Regions from separate parts of the Sus scrofa genome. Here region 2 is linked to region 1. A link is a contact called in public Hi-C data. All regions are on one chromosome and are shown on one strand. Each heading gives the region's core, a stretch centred on a gene start, on an enhancer-like site or on the middle of the called end of the contact. The rest is flanking DNA. Distances are from core to core; before and after follow the strand shown.

The links. A called contact is a pair of places that touch in the nucleus more often than the background predicts.
Region 2: a Hi-C map of liver shows a contact between it and region 1, with 3 times the contacts expected there. The contact joins the promoter of LRP2BP here to the promoter of CENPU in region 1. A contact is called at or near these places in 3 of 47 Hi-C or Micro-C datasets (heart right ventricle, liver and skeletal muscle).

What each region holds. Positions count from the first base shown.
Region 1 is chr15:45,849,455-45,854,182 of Sscrofa11.1, forward strand. It overlaps CENPU (centromere protein U), which reads right to left and starts at 2,007. Exons shown (of 12, transcript XM_013984043.2): 1 at 1,632-2,007. The coding sequence starts at 1,663. It overlaps PRIMPOL (DNA-directed primase/polymerase protein), which reads left to right. Exons shown (of 15, transcript XM_021076332.1): 15 at 1,492-1,598. The coding sequence ends at 1,511.
Region 2 is chr15:46,442,888-46,447,615 of Sscrofa11.1, forward strand. It overlaps LRP2BP (LRP2 binding protein), which reads right to left and starts at 2,769. Exons shown (of 11, transcript NM_001243566.2): 1 at 2,703-2,769; 2 at 2,685-2,700. The coding sequence starts at 2,716. ANKRD37 (ankyrin repeat domain-containing protein 37) reads left to right here and starts at 2,902. Exons shown (of 5, transcript XR_002339222.1): 1 at 2,902-3,248; 2 at 3,380-3,532; 3 at 4,380-4,471.

The sequences.
Region 1 (4,728 bases), core at 757-3,256:
GAGAATATAAAATATAATAGTACCATGCACTGAACATAGTATTTCATATACCCCTTGTTTTATGTGTGTGTACGTACTGTGTGTGTGTGTACTCACTGTGATGTAAACATCATTGCTGTGAATTACAGTAAGAACAGAAAAAGTTTGGTTCTCAAGCTTTCAGGCATCAGACTCACCTGGAGGGCTTGTTAGAACAGACCACTTAGCCCATCTCCAGAGCAGCAGCTGATTCAGTAAACCTGGGATGGCCTCTACGCTTTTGCATTTCTAGCATGCTCCTAGTGCAGCTGGTCAGGGAACCACACTTTGAAAACCACTGCTTTATTTGAATCTCAGACCCCAAAGAAGGGAGAATAGGTATTGGTGTAAGGCATCTATGATTCTGGGGTCCTGGAAAGGTAAGTAACGTCAGTGGTCACAGCCAAGTGACAGAAATGGGACTAGAAACCGATCACATACTTTCTTAACCTACTCTTTCTAAGGACCCCTGCCTTATCTGTGCTCAGATCCACAGGTCAAGTTTCCTTCTCACCTAGGCAAGGAGCAAGAAGAGACTCCTAAAAGATGGAAATCTCCTTGATAACATATGTCAAACTTTCATTTTGGGGGGGGAGGATGAACAGATTTCATGAATCTCAAAAGGCAAAAATGTTACATGTATGTGTATATGTTTGTGTACAGAGAGAGAGAACCACCCCCCCACTGGCCTAGCAGATAAAGTTTAACTCTTGTCACCTGATGTTTCAAGGCTCCAATATTTTTTCCCAGTCCTCCTCCCCACTGTGGGCGTCTTAGGTTCTTCCCCACTGGCCACTGGAATCTAGTCTCAGTTTACTCCACCTCCCTGCTTTGTCTTGCCCCAGCCTTTCCCCTATGCTGTCGGCTTGCCTCTACCATCACCCCACATCTACAAATGCACCTTCTCCGGGAAGCCTTCCCACGGTCCAGGTGGAACTCCTTTGCAGACTAATCAAAGCAAGCCAAGGCCCCTCCAGCCAGGACCAGACACCACCAGCAAGATACTTGCCAACAAATCCAGAGGGAATAACATTTTAGAGAGCAGTTTTGCAATCTATTTTAAATTGCATGCCCTTTTTGATTAAAAACAAAAAACCTTGCCCCATCCTGGCTGGAGTGCTCCTTTAAGAACCACAAGCAGCCGGCCGGAGATGTAGTTCAACTTTATGGTCTGTGGTTTGTGTTATAAAAACAAGCAAGGTCTTGAAAATAAGAATACTGACTACCAGCCAGAGTGTAAAAGCCACTAGAATGTGATGTCTGGCAAGTGGTAGAGTGGTACGCCCTCATAAGTTATTTGTTGGACAGTTCGTTTTAAAATGTTTTGTCTACTTTAGACTACACTCACCCAAAATGATGCTAACACTAGCCAGCGTTCTCGCCTGCCCGTCAGGCACCGTTATAAACTGTAACTCCTCTAAGCTTCCCCGTAATTCCTAGAAAATTGTGACTATTATTACTCCCCTTTTACAGACCTGGAAACTTATCGCTAGGACAAACAGCACAGTGCCAGAACCAGGCAGCACCAACAGCTCCGAGAGGCCCAAGATCCGCGGAAGAGAAAGAAGATAAAGTGGGCCCCAACCTGCGTCGCGAGGGTCCTCAATACCTACCCTGAGCGCGTTACTCGTCCCGGCTGGGCCATCACGGCCCACAGCTCCCTGCGCCCGCGCAGCTCCTGAAGCTCCCGCCAAACCCCGCGCTGCTCCCAGCGGCCAATCGGGGCCGAGCACGCGGGCACGCCTCCCGCCCCGCGCCCGGTCTTACACACAGGCGGGCTAGGGCTCTTCCCCGTCCTAGAGCGCTAGAAAAAACCCGGTCTGGTACTGCGCTAGAGCGGATTTGGAGTCCAGGCTTTAAAACCAGTTGCTGACAGTGCATGATACGCCAAACATTTGTCGGGTTTTTCCTCTCACCCACGTGCCTCGCCCTTTTTCCTAAGTTCCAAAGAGTCAGAGCCGCCAGGGCCCGCCCTTGGGGGCGGGAGGGGGAGGAGCCAGAGCCGGAACTGGAGAGGGCGCCCGCCTGTGAGGGGCGGATCCAAACCCAGGGTGGGACCGCTGGGTGCTTAAGCGCCTGCGCAGCTATCTAGAGTAAAGATTTGGAAATAAGGTTTGATTTTTAGTCTGCCAACGCCTGTAATCAGTTGTGTCATCTTGGCTTATTATTTTATTTCTACCCCAGTTTTTTCACTCATAAGTGGGGAGGGCCTTTTCTGGAGCTAATATTCTCTGATTCTTTACTTTCTCTCTAAAAAATGCATTATCCTGCAAAAGATGATTTTGGACCCCTATCACCCCCCCAAAAAAAATAACTCACTCAAAATGGATCAAAGACCTAACTATAAGGGCTAAAACTATAAAACTCTTAGAAGAAAATATAGGGCAAAAGCTTTATGACATTGGATCTAGCAATGATATCTTGAATCAAGACATCAAAAAGCACAGTTTAGGATGATGAAAGAGTTCTAGAAGTGGCTAATGGTGGATGGTTGCATAGCCATGTGAATATTCTTAAGTAGTGCCACTAAATGGTACAGTTGAAAGTGGCTAAAATGCTAAACTATATGTTACGTATATATCACCACAATAAAAATTATTAGAGTTCATGCACATAATATAGCATATACAAAGATAAAATGGAGCACACAGATGGTCACCACTGGATAGGAAATTAATATTTATCATTCCTGGAGTTCCTGTCGTGGCTCAGTGGAAATGAATCTGACTAGTATCCATGAGGACAAAGGTTTGCTCCCTGGCCTCATTCAGTGGGTTAGGAATCTGGCATTGCCAGTGAGCTTTGGTGTAGGTGGCGACATAGCTTGGATCTGGCATTGCTGTGGCTGTGGCATCGGCTAGTGGCTATAACTCTGATTGGACCCCTAGCCTGGGAACCGCCATATGCCATGCGTGCAGCCCTAAATAGACTATACACACACACACACACACACACACACACACACACACACACACATATATATTTACTTAATTACATAATTACAAAGTAATACATATATATATATTTATTTATCATTTCTTCCAAGGATAACCACACTTCCAATGTTGCGTTTCTCATTCCCATGTTTTTCTACCTTGCTATATTCCTAAAATGTTATTTATTGTATATTTTTAAACTTTATACAAATAATATTTGGATGTATTGTGCAAGTGCTCTTACTCAAAGATATAAATTTTAGGTTTATTCACAGTGATGCATGTAGCTCTCATGCATTCATTTTTGTAATGCATTAAGTAAATATATCACATTTTCTTTATTCATTCTTCTATGTATGGATAGATCAGTTGTTTTCAGTCTTTCTGCTGTTACCAATGATGCCCAGCTAAACGTCCCTGTAAGTGTCCTGCAGGGTACACAGCTACGAGACAGGGATAGACGCAGCAGAGCTATTATTGTCTCATGGGATAGAGACATTTTCAGCTATGTGAGAATGCCAATATTTACACATTGTTTTATAAGCAATTAATAAAATCTTCCTGGTTACATATACTTGTCAATACTTAGAATTTTCAATACTTTAAATGTTTTACCTAACTAGCAAGTTAAATGGTATCTTATTGTGTTTTTGATTGCATTTCTCTTAAGTTGATCATATTCTCCTTGGTTATAGGTCCATCCTGATTCCTTTTCAGAAAAATACCTGCTCACCCCACCTATGAATCACTAGGGCAATTGCCAGAGAAGAGTAAATTGCCTTTGAGGTATTGAAGGTACTTCCCCACTGAATGTAGAAATAGTGTTCCTGGAATCTCAGAAAATTGTCACCCTTAAGAGTGTCAGGGGAGTTGTCTCGTGGCGTAATGGTTAACATTCTATCCCAGGCCAAGGAACTTCTGCATGCTGTGGGTGCTGCCAAGAAAGAGAGAGAAAGAGAGGAAGGAAGGAAGGAGGAAGGAAGGAAGGAAGGAAGGAAAGAGGGAGGGAGGAATAAGAAAGGGAATGTGGAAAGGAAGTTTCATTTCCCAGGAAAGCGACTGTTGTCAAACCTTTTGTGCTATGGGTCCAAAAAAAGAAACTATCCAGTTGTTAAAACAAGAAGAGGTTCAGTGCTCTGGATGGAAATAAAAACTCAAACCAAATAGGTTTAAATAATAAAGCAATTTATGAACTCATGTCACTGAAAAGTCCAGTGCTAGGATGGTTGTCAAGCTTAGTTTGAGCTAGAGGTTGGAGAAGCCATCAAGGCTTTGAATCCATTTTCTTGCCCTTCTTATATGGTCAGCCTTTTCCTCAGCCTGGATCCTGCCATTATCATCATCATCGCCTGGATTTATTGAGCTTTTACTATGATCTAGTCATTGTTCTAAGTGTTTAGTATTTATGAAACCATTTAATCCTCTCAGTAACCCTATGTGGTAGGCTCCAGAATCCCACTGTACATATGAGGAAACTAAGCAGCAGCCCCGCAGGTAGTAAGTGGCTCTGGCTGCACTAGATCTGAGGACTCTGGCCCAGAGCTTGCATCTGGCAGCCCTTCCAAGTCTCACCTCAGAATTCCATCCTTCAGAGACAGAGAGCAGCTATGTCCCAGCATTCCCAGAAGAAGGCCTAAGATTTACTCTGATTAGATGAGCTGTCATGATGTACCTACCATTATTAGCCAGAGTTCCAGAGAGACAGAACTAATAGGATATGTGTGTGTGTGTGTGTGTGTAGGTAGACAGACAGACAGACAGCTATGTGTGTGTA
Region 2 (4,728 bases), core at 1,519-4,018, 590 kb after region 1:
CTGCAACTTCATGGATGTGACTTGGCTTCATTTTCATTGTGCCATAAAGGGAACTTTTTGCTGCTCCCAAAGGGAACTCCTCTTCTGCTTTAATCTTAGTATCTTTGAATCTACCCAATGATGACCACAATTCTTTAAAATATAGATATATAAGACTGTGGGCTCTGGAGTCAAACTGGCTGAGTTCCAGCTCCATCTCTTAATGATATGATCTTAGATAAGTTATTGAAACTCTTAAGTCTCAGTTTGCTTTCCTGTAAGACAACCTGATAATATGTATCTGTATTAATCTTGGGACACAGTTAAGTGCCCAGTTAATGCCAATTTAATGTACTTAAATTATATTAATATAATAATAAATTGGAATAGACATTAGTGGTCATTTAATATAATTTTTCATTTGTAAGTCTTTATTTCACATCACTGCTGTTCGTGTAACCATACTGCAACCAGACTGAACTACACATAGTTTTCTTAACATTGTTAAGATATTTTACATATATAAATCCTCTTCCCTCCTGGACTACCTAGGAAAGCGCTTCCCTTTCAAGACTCATTTGGTCACTTAGCCATCACCCAACATTTTTCTTTTTAAAACATTCCCTCTAAAATGGTATATTCCTTCTGGAAACACATCTATCAGCAAATTAAGCATAAGCAGAATTATCAATTCTTAGAAGAGTGCCTGTTGAATATGCATCTTAGACCATCTTCCACTCTAGAAAATTGATCCTACCGGCTACATGTTTAGTAAAAAACTCCAGTTACTTGCCAGTAAGATATTGTCCCCCAAATGTATTTATTCTGTATATTTTTTGTACTCTACCAGCTTTGTTTAGTTTCTAGAAAGCTTTTAGGCCCATTTCTAAGAGTAAACCAGATACTTAGCTGACATATAAAGAATGTTTTTGAAACATTATGAGCAATGGACAGGTGTGCAGTGATTAAAGGGGCAAAAGCTTTAACAACTACTCACAAAATTCTCTTTCCTCGTGAAAATTACATACGTAATAGGCAGCTAACAATAGTTACAAGATTCAATGCATGCTGAACAGAATCTTGTTTTCAAGAAAAAGGATGCAATATGGATGTGTAGCATCACACAAATATCCCATTGCATATGTTAACTGCAATACCTATGTCCAGAACTCTAGGAACGCTCTCATAATAATTCTATTAGTTAGGAATTCCTGATAATGAACATCTGTGTAAACCTGAAGCTTAATATATGCTTTGAAAAATAGTGCTTATCGAATTGAAAAACACGAGAAAAGGAAAATTGGCAACATGGACAGGTATTCTCATATATCTCTCACATTCTTTAAATATAAACAAGGTATTGTGACTAGTTTAAACATAAAAAACAGAACACAAGCATGATTCTATAATATGTTTGAACACAAATATACATGTTTATGTTCAAGTATGCGTATAAATGTTTAAAACTACCCCTTGGAAACAAAAGAGCAAAGAGCAATTTGCTCACCATCCAAGTCTTCAAGATTAACCTGCTGCAGCCATGGGCCAACAGTGCAATTGATGCCTCAGAGAGATTAAGATGATGCCATGATGGGCACTCTGCTTCAGACAGAGGAAATTAAAGGTGATAAAGGGATGCTCTGTGCTTTGGACAAACAAGCCTTCAGGCAGTTAGACACATTTCACCAAGAATTTTAACAAACTCTGCTTTTGCACCTTCCCATGCATAGAAAAACACTACAATCATTAAGCTGAGCTATTTGTTCTCTGTGACTAGCAGTGATCTTTTACCAAGATACATGTTAACTGCATGGATTTCCTAACAAAAAAAATCACATGTAAACTAGTCTCCTAACCACCTCTTAGGAACAGTTCCTCAGAGCTATTTGAAGGCTGTCTCCGGGGCTAGAGTCCTCAGTAAAGTCTTGAATAAAAAACTGAACCCACAACTCCCACGTTGTGCATTTTTCTCAGTCGACACCTTGGACCAGTGCATAGTTCAGTACTATGAATTACTACCAAATTACTTTATGGCTCTTACAAAATATACAATAAACTATAACCAACAATTGGAACTAAAAGGACACCGATCTCAGAGAACAAGCTTGTCCTCTAAAAGTATAGCAATAAATTATTTTTCACTCCTGCTTTCAAAGATGTCAGTAGATAGAAGGAGATCACTGAAGATGTTAGGGAAAATAAATATATGGCTGCAGCTGTAGCTTTTAGCAGGATTAATCTGGGGAAAAAAAAGTGCTGAGGAAAGAGTTCAGAGATTAGATGTGCGAGTCACTGGCTACAGTCTGAAGTGAGGAAGTCTTTTTCTAAAGTTTTACAAAAAGGAATGACTCCAGCTAAACAGTATAAAGAGCTCCAGGAGAGCCTTTCCCCCAACCCAGCTTTCCCCCAGAGCAGCCAAGAGGCAGTCGCCCCTCCACCTACCCCCAAACCCCCAGATCCCGCTTTCTTCCCCAAGTGTCCAGGGCCCAGGGGACAGAGCGAAGCCTCGGGCAACTCTGAACGTGCAGCTAAAGAATTGGAGGCTGCGGCCAAGGCGTCAGCCCCACGCGTGGTAGCTTCCAAAGGTGGTATTGCCACGGAGCGCCTCGTAGCTCCCTCGTTTCCTGGTTACGTGCGTGCCAGCAGAAACCAAAACCTCCGCCCGCGACTCCCGTTTCCCCAAAAGCACTAGAGCTGGGAACTACCGCGTCCGACGTGGGGACTCCGCACGCCTCATGGCGGGCGCTGCATTCCAGCCGCGCAGACTGCCGTCGCTCACCGCGCACGCGCACCGGGACTCCGGGGGAGCGGCCCAGGGCCCCGCCTCAGGGTGGGCGGACCTAACAGCTCCACCGCTGGCCAATCGTCTGGCGGATCCGCGCTGCCTCCGCCTCCTTCCTCCCCGCCAGCCTCTCTGGCTTCCCGGTTGCACGTGCCAGTGTTTTGTGTACGTGCGGCTGCAGCTGGGCGGAGAAAGGCCCGGAAGCCAAGGGTTGGGCAGCTAGGGCTCAACCAGAGTTGGGGCGCGGCGGGGAGGGGCTGGCCCGCTGGCCCTGGCGATCTTTAAATTCTCCTGCTCTTAGGCAGCTTGTGCACTCTTACCTGTTTGCAACGAGTGCCCCACCGTTTTGCTCTCCCAAGGACTCCAGTCCACTACTTTAGGCGGGAAATGCAGTTGCTTGATAGCAACCCAGAGGTGAGACTCAGGCCGCTTTTGTCCTGCAGGTTTAAGCTTCCGGAGGTCTGACTTCTTGGGAGCGCTAGCTAAGGTAATGGTGGATCAATGGACCCTGTGTCTTCAGAGCTGGAAAATTTTTGCAGGGGGGAGGATGTTCAATTTTGGGAGGGCGTGAGCCTGGACAAAGGCAAGAATGGTGCTGGAGCTGTTCTCTTCTCGCAGGTAGATATTCTGAAGCAACTGCTAGAGACGGGGGCCTCCGTCAACGCACCTCCGGATCCCTGTGAGCAGTCGCCTGTCCACCTGGCTGCAGGTGGCGGCCTTTCTTGCTTTCTTCTTTGGCAACTGCAGACTGGCGCTGACCTCAACCAACAGGTAACTAGGTAACTGATTGTTGTGTGCAACCCTCCCCTCCACCCCAAATCCCCTCAAACAATTCTTAGGCACCAGGATATTTAGTGGTTTCACTTTCATGAACTTGACCGTCTCAGCGATGTCCAATAGAAATAAGTGAGACACATAGGTAACTTAAAATTTTCTAGTCGCCATATTAATGAAGTAAAACGAAACTTGTAATTAGTCTTAGTAATTTAACCTAATTAATCCAAAATATCATTCTAATATGTAATCAATATAAAACATTACTGTTAAGTATTTTACATTTTCTTTTGATGTGTCTTCTCAATCCGGTGTGTATTTTACATTTATAGCACATTTCAATTCAGACTAGCCACATTTCAGGTGCTCATTAGCCATATGTTGGGCTGCTGGTTAATATACCGGACAGCATTTCGAAGGTCTACGATTCATTTCCAAAGGAACAATTGCTCCATTACCAAATGAAGTCTCAGGGTAGCTACTGACATACTTGTGACTCATGCTCATAAACAATATAATTTCTTACAGAACTGAAGGTAGTTTGCATCTTCCACTGAATATTAAAGCATGGTGAATTTTAAATTGTAATTTTTACTTTTATAGATTTCGATTTCGCTGTTATTCACTTAAAATTTAATGAATGTAGCTGTGGCTGCACATGTTTTTATTAATGACAACTCTATTTATTAGGGTACCAAGTGAACTTTATTTAAAAAAAAAATTAAAAAATTCAGTCCAGAACAATACAGTTCTAACTGGCTTCCTCAAACAATAGACTTTACCCAGCAACTTCCACAAGCAAGCGTTTTGGGGAGAGACTAAAATGTGCTGTCTTATTTGTAAGGATGTTTTTGGAGAAGCTCCACTACACAAGGCAGCAAAAGTTGGAAGCATGGAGTGCCTCAGCCTGCTTGTAGCCAGTGATGCTCAAATTGAGTAAGTATGAAATCAGTGGCTTCAAATTTTATATTTTCTTGGATTATACTAATCAGATCCCTGCAGTTTAATGACACGATGCTTGCCTAATTGATAATTTAGTATTATCATTTAAATGTCACCTTAGGCTATTAATGATATCTAATACTAGTTAATTTGAATAAATAAAGAATGGATCCTAAGCAATCATAGACGTAATTCTGTTCATGTTTTGTCAGTATTATATTTTAGTTCTGGTTTAGAAAACCCATGCTACA